Linked DNA regions of Mus musculus: region 2 is linked to region 1. Evidence: chromatin contacts called from public Hi-C data. All regions are on one chromosome and are shown on one strand. Each heading gives the region's core, a stretch centred on a gene start, on an enhancer-like site or on the middle of the called end of the contact. The rest is flanking DNA. Distances are from core to core; before and after follow the strand shown. Region 1 holds the start of Scimp (SLP adaptor and CSK interacting membrane protein). Region 2 overlaps Rabep1 (rabaptin, RAB GTPase binding effector protein 1).

Region 1 (5,500 bases), core at 59-2,558:
CAGCAATCCTCCTGCTTCTGCCTCCCCAGTGCTGGGATCACAGGTATGCACCACCATGCCTAGCTTAGGACAATTTTTGAGCAATTAAGTTTCAGCTAAGTGAGTAGGGAAGAGCACCAGCTTTGCCTTTGGTGTGGACAGATCTGAGTTGAAGGTCACCATGAAAAACTGGTTCCATGGCAGAACCTCCACACGCTTCAGTATTCTAAGAAACAAAGGAAATAATCGAATTAAGTGAAGGTCTATTGAGACCAGGAAAGTGAAACCCTGGTAGAGTCCTAGCCCCCAGCAGTACTCAACAGTGGCTCCTAACAATACAATGCAGTTGGCCCAGAAGGCTTGGGAGAGAGAGCAGCCTTGTGCACTTTCCTCCCAATTCCAAGTTCCTGGATGCCATGTTGATATTTTGAAATTGACCATGGTAGGAATATTTACACCGTAAACACCAGTGAATGCTACCTGTGGGTATCTTCTGGGCAGGTGGGGGAATCTTCCCCAGTCACTTTAGTTGTCATCATTGTTCCTGAGTGCCAGCGCACCCCTCCCTTGGAGAGGCATCTCACACACATCCATGCTGCCATGAAGTGACGACTCACCACAAGCAGCTACTTCTACAAGGCAGTTTCTTTGTTTCCTCACCCCAAACTTCCATTTTTAGAGGCTATGAGCATCACTGGGAACTCTGTCTCACAGTGTGGTAGGAAATGATTCAATTCAATTAACACTGTCCACTGGCCGGGTGTCACAGCATGCACTTGTAATCTGGTACTTGGGAGGCAGAAGTAGGAATATCACAAGTTCAAGAACAGCCTAGGCTACCCTCTAGGTATCACCACCATGCTCTCTTAGACACTCTCTTAGAGTCTCCTTGACTCCTCTAAACAGAAGTTGGGCCAACAGGTCCAGGGGTTCAAGAGCCACACTTGCGGGATGATGCATCTGTCTTCCATTTCCCACCATGCATCTCTGGGTAGACCTAGGGCCCCCCTCTCTCTTCTTGAGTCCCACATGACCATGCCCAGGAAAGTTTAAGGGAGACTTCCCCTGGGGCAACCCCCTCACTCACTCACTCACTCACTCTGGAGCCTGATTCCTCTCAGGACCCCCTTCCACACCACGACCAGCCTTCATGGGCCTCTGCTGGAGCCACGAAGGGCAGTGGGAAGGTAGCTTTTAAAAACAGAAAAACAAAAAACAAAAAACAAAACTGGAGTAGTTAGCTTCACTAGAATGGGGACCAGAAAGAGGAAGTGTGGTCAGGCTAGTGCCTGCAGCCTCCAAGGGTGAGTGAGGGTATGTGGGCGATCAAGCCTCTCCCCAGTTGTGCTTGAGTAACACCCTCAGTCCACAGCTGTCTCCCCAGCTGCTTCCAGTGAACACCCCGGCAGTCTAGGTAAGTGCTTCAACTTGCTTTTCCCACCATAGTCATCTGTCCATGTTGCTGTTAGACGTGTGGCCAAATAGGCAACCCCACAGGCACAGGCTGAGGGGACTGTCGCTCGAGGCTGTAGTACACAGCCGGGTACAACTGGAGAAAGAGTGGCCTGGAAGAGTTCACTTGGCGTGGCTGCTGAGTGACGCTGGCCATCTCCTTACTCCTCCAGTGTGTGTGCCAGGCAAGGCAAGTTTACCTGGAAGGATGAAGTCACAGTTGGGAGTGAGTTGTGTGAAGTGTGAGGAATTATCGCTATCTGCATAGTGTCTGTAATATCTGGTATTTGATTGGTAGAGGACCCGCACTGTACTGTGTATTGTAAACGCTGGCTACCTCTCAGTGCTCTTGGATGAAAGAATCAGAACAGCACGCCTCTCGGTGCCTTTGGCACTCAGCCTCTGGTGTCTGGGATTTATAAGGCACTTGCCAACCTTCAGAAGCCTCGGGACTCAGAGGTGTTCAGCTGGCGTGAGACCTCGATGGAGCCTTCTGCTTTTGACCTCTGGAAATCAATGTTCTCAATTCTTTTTTTTTTTTTTTCTTATAGAAAATATTTTCCTTTCTCTGTTTGGGAATTTTTCCTGCATGTGTGTCTGCGTATCATATACATGCCTGGCGTCCTTGGAGGAGAGATGAGGCCATCAGATCCTTGAAACTGAACTTACAGATGGTTGTGAGCCACAACACCGTGCTGGGAACGGAACTTGGGACTCCTCTGAAAGAGCAGTCATTGTTCTTAACCACTGAGCCATGTCACTAGCTCTTCAGAAATCATTTTTTCAATCCCTGTATTATGCCATAGACCATGTGGGAGGATCAGCATCTCCAGAAGTGTGTCAGGATGGAGTTCCTCCCGCCTTCTCCCCTCTCCCCCTCCCCCTTCTCCCTTCTCCCTTCCTTCTCCTCCCTTCTCCCTACATCTATCTCTTCCTCCCCTTTTCCTCCCTTTCTCCCCTGTTCCTGTTTCCTTTTTTCCTAGCAAATAGATGTATTTCCTAACTGTAGGTAAACAAATCTGCTAGATAAGCAATAAGCTGTGGGGACTGAGCATGTATGGATAGAACTGAGTCCTATGATATAATAAATCAGACTCAGGATTAATGTGCGGCCGTCCCGGCTTGCTAAGCTGTCATGCTGAGACACACATGCAGCAAGCAGCAGGACAGTGTGGGCAACTGCCAGTCCAGTTATTGGCCCAAACACTGTGTTAACACATGCAGGCATCAGAGCTAGCCATAACAGAGTTAAATATCAGTGGAGACAGGCATTCATTATGCATAAGTACCCTCGCCTTGTTAGTTCTACAGGATTCGCATTCTGACCTGACATCTTTTTTTTCCCCAGCCAGGGTTTCTCTATGTAGTAGCCCTGACTGTTCTGGAATTTGATGTGTAGACCAGGCTGGCCTTGAACTCACAGAGATCCACTTACCTCTGCCTCCCAAGTGCTGAGATTAAAGGCGTGTGCCACCACTGCCCACCCTGATACTGTTTTTAGTGGAATACTAACCACCATGTCATTATAGAGTGCGCTAGCAAGCCAGAATACAGAATAAGGATATGATTACAGCATGTTCCCATAATTCAATATAAATACAATATAATATAAAATATAATAAAATATAAGCAGAATATAAACTTCCTCACAGGGTTTTCTACTGAAACATCATTTTATAGCCACACCTTTAATCACGCACTGGAGAGGCAGAGTCAAGTCAATCTCTGTGAGTTCAAGGACAGCCTCATCTACATAGTGGCTTCCAGTACATCCAAGGGTATGTAGAGAGACCCTGCCTCAACCACCCCATCCCCGCCTCCACCAAAAATGTATAATTCTGTATATAAATCAATGTCAGTACATTCATTTACAAGAACTTTGATTAACCCATTTCCTTTAGTAAAATATTGCATGTGATTTTAAAGAGGCACGGGCTGGACTTGTAGCTTAGTGGTAAAGGACTTTGCCATGTATGTGCAAGGGCCTAGGTTTAATTCTCAACATAAACAAACAAACCTACAGAAGATCACAAAGGAAACATCATCCAAAACAAATTTGTAAATATGTAACGATATTGTACATAAGTATGTCTTCTTTAGCAACATATTTAATGGTCATAATGTATATTTAAACAGCAAAATGTAAGTATCAATTTACTGAAGTCATTGGCCCCATATATAGTGTTAACATGTGTGCATATCCTAGATATCCCACGATAAATGTATTAAGTAGCTATATCAGTCATAATACATAGTTACAAATCACCTGAAGTCCTTTGCTAGCTCTCCACATCCCTACTGAAGCCCGTTACAGACTTCATGTTCTCCTTTACCCTGGAAGACCAAGCCCCTATTTATTAAGTTTGATGTAAGGTCCAGTCAGCCCAGGCTTGTCATCTCACATCCTACGCATATTAGACTGAAAATTATATATATATCTATATCAAACCCAGATATGGTGGCACTGGAGAAACAGAGGCAGGTGGATCTCTGTGAGTTTGAAGCCAGCCTAATCTACATAGAGTTGCAGGACAGCCAGGGCTACATAGAGAGACACTGTCTCAAACCAAACCAAAAGTAGCAAACAAACAAAGCTCATGGACCCTAACAGCTAACCTTGGTCCTGACTGTGCCCTTCCAGGCTAGCAGCCTTTCCACTTCAGGGAAGGTCCGCACTTCTAAGAGTTGAGATGGTGACACTCCCAGGAGTCAGTGTCTAGACTTTCTGGCAAAATATTATTTAGAGTCCTCAGCAAACTCTAGGAGCCAGATATTTTAGTTTAAGAACATCAACATCACATTTCCGTAGCTATTAATAATTTAAGAAGTTACTGGTAAACAATGGCCCTTTCTTTTTACAGAAAAGTGAAAGTTATACATTGTATCCCATCTGACAGGAGAACTGAAGATTGACTCTAAGGAAAGTTGTGCTTAAGGCCCATCTGGAGGACCCTGAGGCCTTCTCAGCTCTAGATAATGACAGGGAAGGGATTTAGTTAGGAGGAGGTGTCTGTACCTATCTCATCTTCAAGCCATCAGGATAAAAGGATTTCCAGGTTTGGGGGTAGAGAGTTGACATTTTCTCCATTTTGTTTCAGCTTTACTCTAAACTATAATTATGCATCTACAGGCAGGTCTTCCATTGTTATTGATTTTTGCATAATATCTAAATAAAAAACACACTGCTTGGTATGCAAATGGAGCCTCTAGATAGCCAGCAGGCTGTTGTCCCCAGGGAGCTTATGTATATGAGCCATGGGGGCTGTCACCCCTGGAGGCCCATTGAGCATCCTTGCTTTAAGCTGACAGAATGACCCCCAAGAAGGCCAGGGAGGATGCAGGGAGTCTGTGGAACTGCAGGACCCTTGCTGAGCAAAAGCTCAATGGGCCTCCAGGGGAGTCCCGAGGTGGGCAGGTGCCATGGGATTGATCTTGGCTGGGCTGGGCAGACTTTTTTTTTTTTTCCTGCTGGGCAGACTTTAGGGAGCTCATATTTCACCCTGCTTCACTGGCAAGGAGCTATAGAAAGACAACAAGGGTCATATTTATATGTGGCAGCCAGCAGTGAGCCAAAGAACTAAAACGGGACAAGCAAAATGGCCCTTTGCACAGGTGTCTAGAACCCGGGCTGGTGCACTGGAAGTGGAGCTACAGGGTAATCGATGTGAAGGCTGGGGAAGGAGGTGAAATGTGGAGGTGAGCTTGCCAGCCTTGCACCGAAATGGAAGACCACAGAATGAGCAGGCAGTGGAGACAGTGGACGCTTTCTGTAGCCCCGCCCTGTAAACACTCAATTTTAAGTCTCCACGTGGCCACTCCCAACACACATGGCAGCAAGATGGTCAGGTGGGAATATGGACATCCTGACCATCATCAGTGATGGACGGACAGACCACTAGAAAGGAATCAGGCAAGAACTGTTCACACCGACAGTGTTCATAAGTGCTTAGCTCCCTGTGCCTTTGAAATCAGTTCAAACCCTCATCCCATGCCCTGCTTTCCAAAACCCTTTCTAGTAAGCCTGTGGATTAATTTAGGAGGTACCTCTTTCCTCCTGGTCAGCAAGGCT
Region 2 (5,252 bases), core at 736-3,235, 59 kb before region 1:
AATTGTTAGAACTATGACTCATTAATTTTCCTTTCAAAGTTCTCTGCAATAGGATATATTTCTCTAACAAATTCTTTTTTTTTTTTTTTTTTTTGGTTTTTCGAGACCAGGTTTCTCTATAGCCCTGGCTGTCCTGGAACTCACTTTGTAGACCAGGCTGGCCTCGAACTCAGAAATCCACCTGCCTCTGCCTCCCAAGTGCTGGGATTAAAGGCGTGCGCCACGCCTGGCTTCTCTAACAAATTCTAAACCAAACCTTGTATTTGTTCATTCCCATATCCATAAGCTAGCTTCACTACAGAGTTGAAAGCATTAGTATAACTCACAGCTGGAAGAGAGAAAGATTGCTGCTGTGAGCTCCATGTCATTAAAGGGAAAGTTATTCTGAGATACCTCTATAGTCAGACAATGACACCTAACTATTTGAAACCTTGATTATTTTTTTGTTTGTTTGTAAAAAAAAAAAAAAAAAAGGAGAGGAGAAAATATAACAGAACGCAGCCATGTAGAAGAATATATGGAAAGATAACCACTGGAAGGAGGTTTACTATTTAAAATCATGAAGGGAATTTAGTTTAATCTCTTAGCTCCTTATTTCTGCTGGTAGTTACTGTTATATGCCAACAATTAAGTTACTAGCTTCCCCAGAGAACACTAAAATTACTGACACATACTGACTACTACAAAAATAAACAAGGCCTCTGACAAATGAAGGAAACCATTCCACAATGTAAATGCCCTTCAAAATATTATGTGCATGTTAAAAAATACTATGTAACCTAGTAATTTAAAATAAAAATTTTAAAGGCCTTTTGTTCATACTTTTCCCTACACCCTACATCATCCATACCTTCCACTAAACCACACACATATCCATAGGCACATGTCATTCATCATTATACTTATATTTAAGTCAAAAGACAAATGAATCAGCAAAACCCAAAAATGTAGCTTTTAAAATTACAGCCAAAGCCTGGCATGGTAGTTTGTTATTTGTAAGCCCTGCACTTGCCTGAGGCAGGAGGATTATCATGAGTTTAACGTTAGCCTGGACTGGAGTAGTCAGTCCCAAGCAAACCTGGGCTACAGAGTTAAACATTCATATAAATTGTTTTATTTTTTTTTTCAGACAAACATTGTGTTTCCACTCCTCCCTACTGCATCCTGGCTCTGACCCACACTGTTCAAACCCAAGTCCACACCCACAGCTGGCTCTCTCCAATTTATAAAACAGATTAAAATTCCAGAAATCATGATCCATTTGAGGGTTTACCAAGATCCTCCCTTATTTTCATTCTGTTTTGATGTAACTTTTGAAACAATCTATCTCAAGTACTACAGGCATATCACACTTCTACAAAACAGAATGGTCAAAATAACTGCTTTTTACACGCATGTGTTTAATGTCACACGTACAAAAGTCAATTTACGCCAAATAGAAGTTTAGAAATAGGTATATCATAATGCAATCAGAAATCAAACTGAAAACAGTTCTTCAAATGCAAGTGCTATACTATGTGCTAACATGGTGACTCAATAGGTCAGTAATTAGCACAGAGCTCAAAAAGTGCTTAACATGGAATGTAGGAAAAAAATGATAAATGTAAGCGGTCACTTTAAGAGTAGTTACTGCATAAAGAAATACAAAGATCAAATCCCTTTGTAGCCACAAAAGACACTCCTGCCCTCAGGATTCTCACCAAGTTCCATGCTTACTGATTTCCAGGACATACCCCGCCCTGCTACACACAATTTAACTAGCCTCCTCATCAGCTTTCAACAATATTTAACAGCATGGAGTTTTAGTCCATCAGCCTTCACAAACACGGTCCACATATCATTACTTTGTTGAAGTACTAAGGGGGAAATCATCTGATGCTAAGGCTAATTTATTAATTTATTTATCAAGGACAGGAAGAGCAAAAGGGACAAGGTCTCCCTGGCCAAGGCCAGAATGACATTTGTTAAATTGCCAGGGTTGGCCTGGAACTCACAGTGATCCAGCTGCTACAAGCTGCCAATTCTTTGGATTAAAGGAGCTTGCCACACCACCATGTCAAGCCTCTGTGGTTTCATTTATTTTATTTGGTTGCTTGGTTTTGTTTTTCAAGACTGTGGCTACTTTTAATGCTTACTATCCAAAAAGAAAAAGTCACTTACTCAAAATATCTGAATTAAGCACTACCAATATTAAAAGAAGAAAAAGTAAAATCATAAATAAGGAAAAGATCCAATAATTCTTACATATTTGACTTTTCCTAGTTTTACTATTGTTTATTGAGACAATCTCAACTCTCAGTCATCTTTCTTTGTCTCCCAAGTGTTAGACTGAAAGATTGGACCACATCACATTGTCTAGCTTAATTTTCCCTAATTTTTATATGAAAGAATGTACAATAACTTAAAACCATTTTCAAGCCCTCAGCTGTGTCCTACTATATACCTTCAAAAAAAGGAAACACTTTACTAAGTTTAATAACACAAAGCTAGAAAAAGGAAAAGAGAAGTTTGGGTCTTATCTTACTATAACCAGAAACTTTTACTTGAAGATTTTACTCAAGATCCATAAAGACACCCATTTCAAACCACAGAATATCAGTGCAGGGGAAAGAAAAAAGTTCCTGAAACCCTTTGCACTGTCACCAAATTCTAAACTGAAACTACTGCTGGGCACAGGGTAGGTGCTCACAATTCAGCTATTCAGGCGGCTAAGGAGTTCAAGCCCAGCTGGGAAACAGTGAGACCTTGTAAGAAAGAAAGGAGGAGAGAGGAGGATGGAGGGAAAGGAAGGAAGAAAAGCAGAAAATTAAATTATTAGCTATTGTAGGTATACCCATTTAATAAGATGCCAAAGAAAATATAAATGAAAAGAACAAAATACAAAATTACAGATAGCACGATATGAACCATGTAAAAGTACAATAAAAACAGACTGGAGCCGGGCAGTGGTGGTGCATGCCTTTAATCCCAGCACTTGGGAGGCAGAGGCAGGTGGATTTCTGAGTTCGAGGCCAGCCTGGTCTACAGAGTGAGTTCCAGGACAGTCAGGGCTCTACAGAGAAACCCTGTCTCGAAAAACAAAAACAAAAAAACAAAAACAAAAACAAACAAACAACCCAAGAAAAAAAGAAAAAAGAAAAAGAAAAGAAAAGAAAAAATATGCCAGGCCAGAACAGTGGACAAAGCAGGCAAGCCACATATCTGCCACACCTAACTGGGAAAAGAAGCTGTCTGCCAACATCAGCCTAAGCCATGGCATGCTGCCATTAGGAGTTGGCAGAGCAGAAATTCTCTAGGCAACTTGGAAGGGAAACTCATATGGCCAAGGACATCCTAGGGAAGCAAGGCTGCACTCTGATGAGCTAAACCAGGTACCAGGGTACCAGAGCTGAACCAGAAGATACTCAGCAGACCACAGAGCTCAAGGAAAAAAATCGCACAAAATAAAGAACCCTAAACTAAATCATATTCTCTCTCTCTCTCTCTCTCTCTCTCTCTCTCTCTCTCACACACACACACACACACACACACACACACACACTCAAAAGTAAAGCTTAGGGCTGGAGAGATGGCTCAGGGATGGAGGGCGTGAGAGCACTGCAGCTCTTGTGGAGGACTTCAATTCAGTTCTCAGCATCCCCTCTGTAACTACAGACTCAGGGGATCTAATGCTTGGGTCAGGCACACACTCGGTGTACATACATACATGCAAGCAGAAAACTCAAACACATAAAATAGAAAATTAAGATACACATATATTGAGTTAAGGGTGTAGCTCCATTAGCAGAGCACTTGTCTAACATGCACATGCCCCTGGAGTTGATCCCCAACACCCTATAAACTGAGTGTGGTGGCATGAGCCTGCAACTCCAGCCTTGAGAAGTGAAGGCAGAAGTACAAGATTAATGCCAGTCTAGCTTCACATCAAGTTCAAGGCCAGCATGAATGATAAGAAAGAGACTGTGTTCCAGAAAAAAAGTAAAAGGGAAGAGCCTCCTGTTAGCTGATCACGGTAACTCTAATACTCAGAAGGCTGAAGAGAGCTCAAGAATCCCAGACCAGCCTGAGCTACATTAAAAAAAACAAAAACAAAAAAACAACAACAGAAAAAAACACCAAAAAAACAAAACCCAAAAACATGAGTAGGAAGATGGCTCGGCAGTAAAGGTACTTGCTACACAAGCACGGGGACCTGAGCTCAAATTCCTGGTGCAAAAAGAAAAAAAAAAAAAAAAAACCTTTAAAACTTGAAGACAAAACAACACTATGTTTTTCAGCCATAGCTAAACCTGTATCTTCTGCACCGGGACCCTGGCATGGATATTTTCAAAATGGTCGTGAATTCCTGACTGGGAGACTTGGTAAAGAGGCTCTCTTCCAAAGGTCAGGTGGCTGGAGATCCTGGAGACTGCATCATAGATGGCCTTGGCAAAGCTGCCCAGAGTGGCAGTGAGCATAAATCCAACATAGTCTTGCTTTAACCCACTCATAGCGGTTGTCAATTCTAGGCATCAATGTCTCCTTGGACACAGGAGTTTGAATGATGCCAGTGCCTCTAGAGACAGAGATGCAATACAGAGCTGCACCTGCCTTTTTGTTACCTTTGCACAGGAGGAGAGTACAAGACACAGGTCACATCCTCCAGAGCCTCCCTTCATAAAGACAAAGGCTAGTCTCAAGCCAAGATAGCCCCTCAGACTGTGGTAAGCTATCTTTGAAGCACTGACAACCAAGACCAATTTGGCCATTGCTGTCCATAATGGTGACGGATGCCTGAACCTTATCTGCTTGCCAGCTTGGTCTGCTTCTACACTAGAATGATCTCAGAACCTCACTCTTTCAGACTCAATGGGCAGAAATACACCTCCAAGAGCTCACACCTCTCTCAGATGAGATGGCCCAACTTAGTAGCAACCCTCCAGACTCCCACACTGCATTCTACAAGTATTCTACCTAGCAAACTATATTTTCAGGCTGAGGGAACAGCTCAGTGAGTAGAGTGCTTGCCTTTCAACCCTCAGAACCCATGTAAAAAGCCAAACACAGAAGTGTACTTTGTAATCCCAAAGCTGGGGAGGCAAAGACAGGAGAATCCTGGGACTCACTAGCTAACCAAGCTGGTAAGCTCTAAGCTAATGGGAGACCCTGTATCAAAGGAAGCAGGCGGCATTCCAGTGGATGATACTCACATATGCATGCACACATATTCAGAAATTAAAAGTAAAAATAATAATCTAGGACAGGGCTGAGAG

Evidence for each region. A called contact is a pair of places that touch in the nucleus more often than the background predicts.
Region 2: a Hi-C map of liver shows a contact between it and region 1, with 1.7 times the contacts expected there. The contact joins the enhancer-like site here to the promoter of Scimp in region 1. A contact is called at or near these places in 1 of 15 datasets of contacts at CTCF or cohesin (CD8 T cells), 4 of 484 Hi-C or Micro-C datasets (liver and myocytes), 1 of 115 datasets of contacts at active chromatin or transcription factors (pancreatic cancer cells) and 2 of 9 other capture datasets (adipose tissue and pancreatic islet).

The regions. Positions count from the first base shown.
Region 1 is chr11:70,808,369-70,813,868 of GRCm38.p6, reverse strand. It overlaps Scimp (SLP adaptor and CSK interacting membrane protein), which reads left to right and starts at 1,308. Exons shown (of 5, transcript NM_001045526.2): 1 at 1,308-1,393.
Region 2 is chr11:70,868,629-70,873,880 of GRCm38.p6, reverse strand. All of the region lies in intron 1 of Rabep1 (rabaptin, RAB GTPase binding effector protein 1), which reads right to left. Among named protein-coding and RNA genes, the nearest start is that of Rabep1, 26 kb to the right of the region's middle. Within about 2 kb of position 1,985, at least 45 of the 459 cell types and tissues checked have an H3K27ac peak or open chromatin away from gene starts, as enhancers often do. A contact at or near this core is called in CD8 T cells, adipose tissue, liver and 1 more, where this site is marked.